Regions from separate parts of the Sus scrofa genome. Here region 2 is linked to region 1. Evidence: chromatin contacts called from public Hi-C data. All regions are on one chromosome and are shown on one strand. The core of a region is the stretch at or near the end of the contact, and the rest is flanking DNA. Distances in the headings are between cores, read along the strand shown.

What was found. Hi-C and Micro-C count contacts between places; a contact is called where the count stands out from the background.
Region 2: a Hi-C map of liver shows a contact between it and region 1, with 3 times the contacts expected there. The contact joins two enhancer-like sites. A contact is called at or near these places in 1 of 5 promoter capture datasets (liver) and 5 of 47 Hi-C or Micro-C datasets (alveolar macrophages, liver and skeletal muscle).

The regions. Positions count from the first base shown.
Region 1 is chr10:60,164,553-60,168,218 of Sscrofa11.1, reverse strand. No RefSeq gene overlaps it. Among named protein-coding and RNA genes, the nearest start is that of USP6NL, 27 kb to the left of the region's middle. Within about 2 kb of position 2,073, at least 5 of the 83 cell types and tissues checked have an H3K27ac peak or open chromatin away from gene starts, as enhancers often do. A contact at or near this core is called in liver, where this site is marked.
Region 2 is chr10:60,232,636-60,236,301 of Sscrofa11.1, reverse strand. The region is part of intron 1 of USP6NL (USP6 N-terminal-like protein); the gene reads right to left. Among named protein-coding and RNA genes, the nearest start is that of USP6NL, 41 kb to the right of the region's middle. Within about 2 kb of position 1,656, at least 14 of the 83 cell types and tissues checked have an H3K27ac peak or open chromatin away from gene starts, as enhancers often do. A contact at or near this core is called in liver, where this site is marked.

The DNA of each region.
Region 1 (3,666 bases), core at 824-3,323:
TGTTGTCAGCAGAATTATGGTCCTCAAAGAGATTGCACACCCTCATTCTTGAGATTGCGAATACACTATCATGTCTATGAACATGTTACCTTGCAGGGCCGGGGGGGCTTTGCAGGTGTAATCAGTTGACCTTAAAATAGAGCGCTCACCCTGGGTGATCTGGGCAGGCCTGATATAACTACAGAAGCCTTTAAAATCAGAGGCGGAAGAGGAAGTCACAGAAATGCAAAGCACAAGAACAATTCCACACAGAGGAGGCCATGTGAGAAGGCGAGTGGGTGACCTCTAGGTGACCCAGAGTGGTCCTGGGGTGACAGTAAGCCAAAATGGGGACTTAGGAGTTCCTGTTGTGACACAGCAGAAACGAATCTAACTAGTATCCATGAGGATGCAGGTTTGCTCCCTGGCCTTGCTCAGTGCGTGGAGGATCTGGTGTTGCTGTGAGCCGTGATGTAGGTGGCAGACTTGGCTCAGATCCTGTGTTGCTGTGGCTGTGGTGTAGGCTGGCAGCTGCAGCTCCGATCTGACCCCTAGCCTGGGAACCTCCATATGCCATGGGTTCAGCCCTAAGAAAATGAAAAAACTGGGGACTTAGGGCCTACATTTGCAGGGAACCCAACTCTGCCAAAAATCTAAGACTGAAAGTAGATTCTTTCCCAGAACCTCCAGATAGCAGTCTTGATTCCAGCCTATGAGCCCCTAGCAGAGGATCCAGCTAAAACTGCCTCACTCCACCCTGCAGAATTATGACAAGATGTTGTCTGAAGCCACTGCCTTTGTGGTCACTTATCACGTAGCAAGAAAAAACGATGAATACCGTGAGGTGGGTGATTGCATTAGTGAAGAGTTCCCCAGAGAAACAGAATCAATAGGAGATAGATGGAGATAGATAGATAGATAGACAGACAGATAATTTTGAGGGACTGGCTCACATGATGATGTGAGCTAAGAAGTCCCATATAATCTACCCTCTGCAAGCTGGAGGTCCAGGAAAACCAGTGATGTGGCTCCAGCTCAAATCGAAGGCCTGAGAACCAGGGGGCCGAGGGTGTGAGGTCCTGGTCCAGGTTCAAAGGCCCGAGAACCAGGAGCACCGGCGTCCCAGGGCAGGAGCAGAAGGATGGCCCAGCTCACGCAGGGAGAAGGTTCCCTGTCCTCTGCCTGTGTTTTCTGTTCAGGCCTCAGCAGTTGAAGGCTCACTGCCGTGGGGGTTGGGGATGGGATCCTCTCGATTCAATCCGCCACTGCAGATGCTAATCTCTTCCTGGAAACATCCACACCAACTCACCTGCAGGAATGTTTTGCCAGCTCTCTGGTCAACTCTCAGTCAAGATAACACATAAAATAAACTGTCACAGCACTATTATTATACATTTCTGTTTTACAAGGCACAGAGAAGTTAAGTGACTTGCAAAAGGTGGCACAGCAAGGAGGTGATGGTGCTGCCTCTTCAAATGATACAGGCTCCAGCGACTGTGCTCATAACCATATTACCATCCTGTGTGTGTGTACACACGCATGGACACACACATACACACACACACACGAGGGTGGGGGTAAGGTAGAATTGGACTCAGCAACACTCATTTTCCGCTTTGGAGATGAGGGTCGGGTTTCTCTGAGGCAAGAAGTCACCAGGCAGTGGACTGGTTTTCAGAGCGCACCTTGCAGACTTCATGTGCCAGCACCGGATGCCGCATTCAAAGGTGAGGCTCCCTCTTCATTTCCAGAACAGACAGCTCTGAGGCCCCTGGGGTGGACTTTCTCCTTGTTGCCTCATAGCACAGGTGGCTGCAGAAATGAGTTCAAGCTGGTTTTGCATCTGACGCAGGTGAAGATTACAGCAGTAACCAGGATCCACTCTGCCCTCTCTCCACATTGGGTTCTGGGCCTTTTGCAAACACTGTTTCCTTCAATCTGTGCAGGAGTCCTCTGAGATGGACAAGGACGTTTCTTAAGGCAGAGGCAAATAGATCCAGCCTCAGAGAGGTCCAGTGATCTTCTGAAGGTCAACCAGCCAATCAGCTGGGCCCCAAAGTCCCAAGCCTGAGCCGTCCCTCTGTCCACCTGCCAATTAGGATGATGTCCATGAAAGCGGGCCTGGCATTCTCCCAGATGTGACAAAGGTCACTGGAACATTGAAGAGGGTGGAATTCTTGCTATTGTGCAACAGGATCAGTGGCCTCTTGGGAGCACTGGGATGCAAGTTCAATCCCCAGCCTGCACAGTGGGTGCTGCAGCTTGGATCTGATCTGTGGCCAGGAATATGCCATGGGAGGAGAAAGACAAAAGAAAGAAGGAGAAAGAGGAAAGGAAAGGACGAAAGGGAGAGGGAGAGATTGAGGGTGAGAAAGAAAGAGAAAGGGAAAGAGAAAGAGAAAGGAAGGAAGAAAGAAAATTCAAGAGGGTGTGTGGTGACATGTTTGGGGCCTAGCTGTGGGGACTTAGCAAAAGCTAGATACTAAAGAAAGTCATTTCTTTGAAGCTTGAGGTGGTCAGCACAGTGCTGTTATAAGCCTTCGATAAGCAAAGTGCTGGGTTCATTGTACAAAATCTGGGAGGGGTCTGAGGAGAAGGGACACATCACACTTATCCCAGGGGGCCTCTAAAAACACAGAGTCCTGAGCTTTCCTGCAGATCAAATTAGAACCTATGGGGGTGTCACTGGCACCTCCATTTTTAATAAGTCCCCAGGCAAGCCACAGGTACACTGAAGTTGAAGACTTACTGGTGGTTATAGGTTGAATTGTATCTCCCTCAAATTCATATGCTGGTTCCTAACTCCTAGAACCTCATAACCTCAGATTAGGACCTTAACAGAGAACTCTACTCTATACCTTATAATAACCTATAATGGAAGAGAATGTACATATCTGAATCACTTTACACCTGAAACTAACACAACATTGTAAATCAACTACATTTCAATAAAAAATTTTTTTTTCTTTTTGGGCATATGCAAGTTCCCAGGCCAAGGGTTGAGTTGGAGCTGCAGCTGCTGGCCTACACTACAGCCACAGCAATGTAGGATCCCAGGCACATCTGCAACCTACACCACAGCTCATGGCAATGCCGATCCTTAACCCAATGATCAAGGGCAGGGATGCAACCTACATCCTCATGGAGACTAGTGAGGTTCTTCACCTGATGAGCCAAAAAGCAAGCTCCTCAGTAACACTTTTTTTACTTTTTATTTTATTATTATTATTATATTTGTCTTTTTAGGGCTATACCTGTGGCATATGGAGGTTCCCAGGCTAGGGGTCGAATTGGAGCTACAGTCACTGGCCTACACCACAGCAATGCTGTGATCCTTAACCCACTGAGTGAGGCCAGGGATCAAACCCACATCCTCATGGATGCTAGTCAGGTTCGTTAACCACTGAGCCACTATGGGAACCCCAATAAAATTTTTTAAATAAAAATAAGCTAATTTTAAAAAAATAATGGAACCTTATTTGGAGATAGATCTTTACAGAGATTTCAAGTGAGGTCATTACAGTGGGCCTTAATCCAACATGACTGGTGTCACTACAAAAAAGGAAAAATACTGTCCAAGAGACAGGCATAGAGTTAAGATGAAGAGCCTTTGACAAGCCAAGGAGAGCCTGGAACAGACCCTGTCCCCACCGTCCCCAGAAAGAACCAACCCTGCTGGCCCCTGGA
Region 2 (3,666 bases), core at 407-2,906, 68 kb before region 1:
TGCTGACAGGGCTCAGATCCTGAATTGCTGTGGCTGTGGCTGTCGCCGGCAGCGGCAGCTCCAATTTGACCCCTAGCCTGGAAATCTCCATATGCCACAAGTGCAGCCCTAAAAAGCACCGCTTTCCCCCAAAAAGCTTAATTTTATGTGCAAAAAAAAAAAAAAAAAAAAAAAAAAGATGGCCCCCACTGAATCAAGCCTCCAATGTCCACATCCGTTTATACCCTCCTCCTTTTGAACCTGGGCTGGCCCTATGACTTACTTTTGTCAAAAAGAATCAGGTGGAAGTGATGTTAAATGATTTCTAAGGCGAGATCAGAAGCAGCCTCACTGCTCCTGCTGGGTCTCTGGGGTATTTACCCTCAGTAGCTCCCTCCCAGCGCTCAGCCGTCATGCTCGAAGAAGCCCAAGCCACACGGAGAGGCCACATATGGCGGGTCTGAATGACAACCTCGGCGGAAGCCCCAGCCAACAGCCAGTATCAGCTGCTAGCCATACGGGTGCACCACCTTGGTCATCCAGCACAGTCAAGCTTTCAAAATGCCTTGACCGGGCAGCCCCAGGAGGAACCCTAAACAAGATCCTCTCGGTCAACATACAGAACCCACAGAACCATGAGGACAACGTGAATTTTTTTTCACTCTTCTTTTTCTTTTTTAGGGCTGCACCTGCAGCATATGGAAGTTCCCAGGCTAGGGGTTGAATCGGAGCTGCCGCTGCCAGCCTACACCACAGCCACAGCAACACAGGATCCTCGCAGGATCTGCGACCTACAGCACAACTCGTGGCAACACGGGGGATCCTTAAACCACTGAGCAAGGCCAGGGATCGAACCCGCATCCTCACAGATACTAGTTGGGTTCTTAACCCTCTGAGCCACCGTGGGAACTCCAATAATCAGTTATCTTAAGCCATTAAATTTAGGGTTGGTTTCTTACCCACTTACAGATAACCGGAATAAATTGGTTAAAAATAAAGTGCTAAAAGCTATACTTAGCTCTAAGCTAAAACCTTAATAAATAAATAATTTTATCAAGATTAACAGAAATGAAGTATAAGAAGGTCAAGTTGTGGAAGAACAAGGTGAACTGTAACAGATCCTATTGCACTGGGAGCATGCTTTTCACCACTGAGTTGCTGGTGCTGCCTGGTTCTTTCCTCTGAGCGGGGGGAGGCGGGGGGATGTGCTGGGCATTGCAAAACAACATGATGACCTTAACCTTTTGGTGTCTGCAGAGTAAATACACCCACAATTACATTTCACTTACATAGGCGTGAAATAAGTCCTTGTCCACATGCTTTGGCTATAAAAAGAAAAGAAGGAGTGGTTCCAAGGAGCCAGACCAAAGATTCATTTAAAACAAAACGATGGATGGAAAAAGTATTTTGTTATCATTTCAGCTTATCTTTTCTTTGTGCTAATACTTTATTTAAAATACAAGTCTATAATTTTGCAATTTTGAAATCCACAAAGCTCTGAAAACCAAAAGTTTTGTTCCTAAGTTTGGCAGCTTGACTCATTGGGGTAGTAGCTGAACTTCCCTTTGGCTATTACTGCCTTTATCTTATTTAATAGGAACACTCATTTCATTGCAGAACGATGAGTGTGTTTGATTACAAGTTCCTGTCCCGGATCCCACTTCTGCACGCCCGCAAGGGACATGCAGTGTATTTGCTGTGTCACCCTTCTAAAAATCGAAACTTCTGCAGGCCAAGACACTTCTGGTTTCAGACCTGAAGCAGACTTTATTGGAGACCTAAAGTAAACTTTTTTGCAGGAGAAAGAGCCATCTTCTATGGAGTCATCGGGGACTCCCTGGATTCAGGCAGCCTGGGTTCAAAGCCCGCCTCCCCTCCTGGCCACCTCAGAGACCTGGCTTAAAGTGAAGCACTCTCAGGTTCCTCCTCTGCAGATGAGGACGGTAACAGAAACTACCCCGTAGGGTTCTGAAGGGAACTAAATGAGATTTTGCATGCCAAATGCTTAGCCCAATGACCAATAGTGAACACACAAAGCATGTTAACTCATTTATTTATTTGGCAACCCCATGGCATATGGAGCTCCTGGGCTAGGGGTCAGATCCGAGCCACAGTTGTGACCTAAGCCTTAGCTGTGGCAATCCTGGATCCTTAATTCACTGTGCCGCTCCAGGGACCAAACCTGCCTCCCAGTTCTCCCAAGATGCCTGCCAATCCCACTGCACCACAGCAGGAACTCCTTCTTGTATCATTATTAGAGCTTTCATATAAGTTCAATACAACAATATCTCAGTGAGGGAAAAAGAAACGACTCAAGGTGTCACCAGCAGAAAGATATTTAATCCATGAAGTCAGATGTGGACAAAGTCTTTGGAAAGAGTGGGCGGGTGAAGGTGGGAGGACAGACCACTAATGTCCAGTTATTCACATCAGCTGTGGACCTGATGTCAGGAAGCTGCAGCAGAGAATGATCCGAAATTGCAGGGAATGACAGGAAATCACTGCCAATGTCACAGCTGCCCGCAGCTTAGAAGCAGGTGCCTGTCAGGGGCACTCTTTGATGTCTAGGTTTACTGTAAACATTTCCGTCTGTCAGACCCTCAGGTCAGCCACAGCTGGGGGAAGCATGACACGATCCTTATGTCGTCCAACTCCCGAATGCCTCTCACCGGCAGAACCTAAACCTATCAGAATTTGCTGGCAAAGGACTCTGGGAAATGCAGCCCTGAGGTATAGGCATAATACCCAAAACAAACAGTAAGTTAATGCTGATAATGTTCATTTGCAAAGCACTTAACCATAAAAGCTCTGTGAGGTAGGCAGGAACTGTAGCACAAGGGCTAAGTGACGTGTCCTGAGTTGATGGGTAGGGAGGGAACCAGAGCCTCCTATTCCAAATCTAAAGCATGCTTCTTTTTTTTTCTTTCCCTCTTTCTTTCTTTTTTTTTTTTTTTTTTTTTTTTGTCTTTTTGTCTTTTTAGGGTCACACCCAAGGCATATGGAGGCTCCCAGGCTTGGGGTCAAATCAGAGCTATAGCCGCTGGCTTACGCCACAGCCGCAGCAACACCAGATCTGAGCCCCGTTAGCGACCTACACCATAGCTCACAGCAACACCGGATCCTTAACCCACTGAATGAGGTCAGGGATCAAACCTGCGACCTCATGGATGCTAGTCGGGTTTCTTAACCACTGAGCCACATGGGGAACTCCAAGAGAGTGCTTCTTTATGCCAGTGTGTCCTATTTAATCAGCTGGGTGGTTTTACTTTATCTCTTAAATCTTCATGCTATTTGTATTATTATCGTCTTTCATTTCTGCTTAGATCAATCTAAAGAGGAAATTTTGCATCACTATCTGAAGTGCAATGCAGATCACTCAAGTAGAAAAACAGATGTCACATGACATTAACAGAAGATAAAATGAAAATGAACACACCGAGAACAAGGATATTAAAACCATCACCCAGAGGGTTCTGAGCCTCAAGCTTGATCTCTCTTTGTTTAGAAGGGAGAGTAGCCCGTATTGGAAATGTTAAATGTACTAACAACAAAGCCTGGCACCAAATGGTGACTGTTATTGATATATTCACAAGGACTAAAAAGTGACTGAAATCCCTGAAAAGAAATTAAATTTCTCACTATGCAAGACAATGTTGTTTAAAGTCTTAGCCATCTGATTTGCCCTTG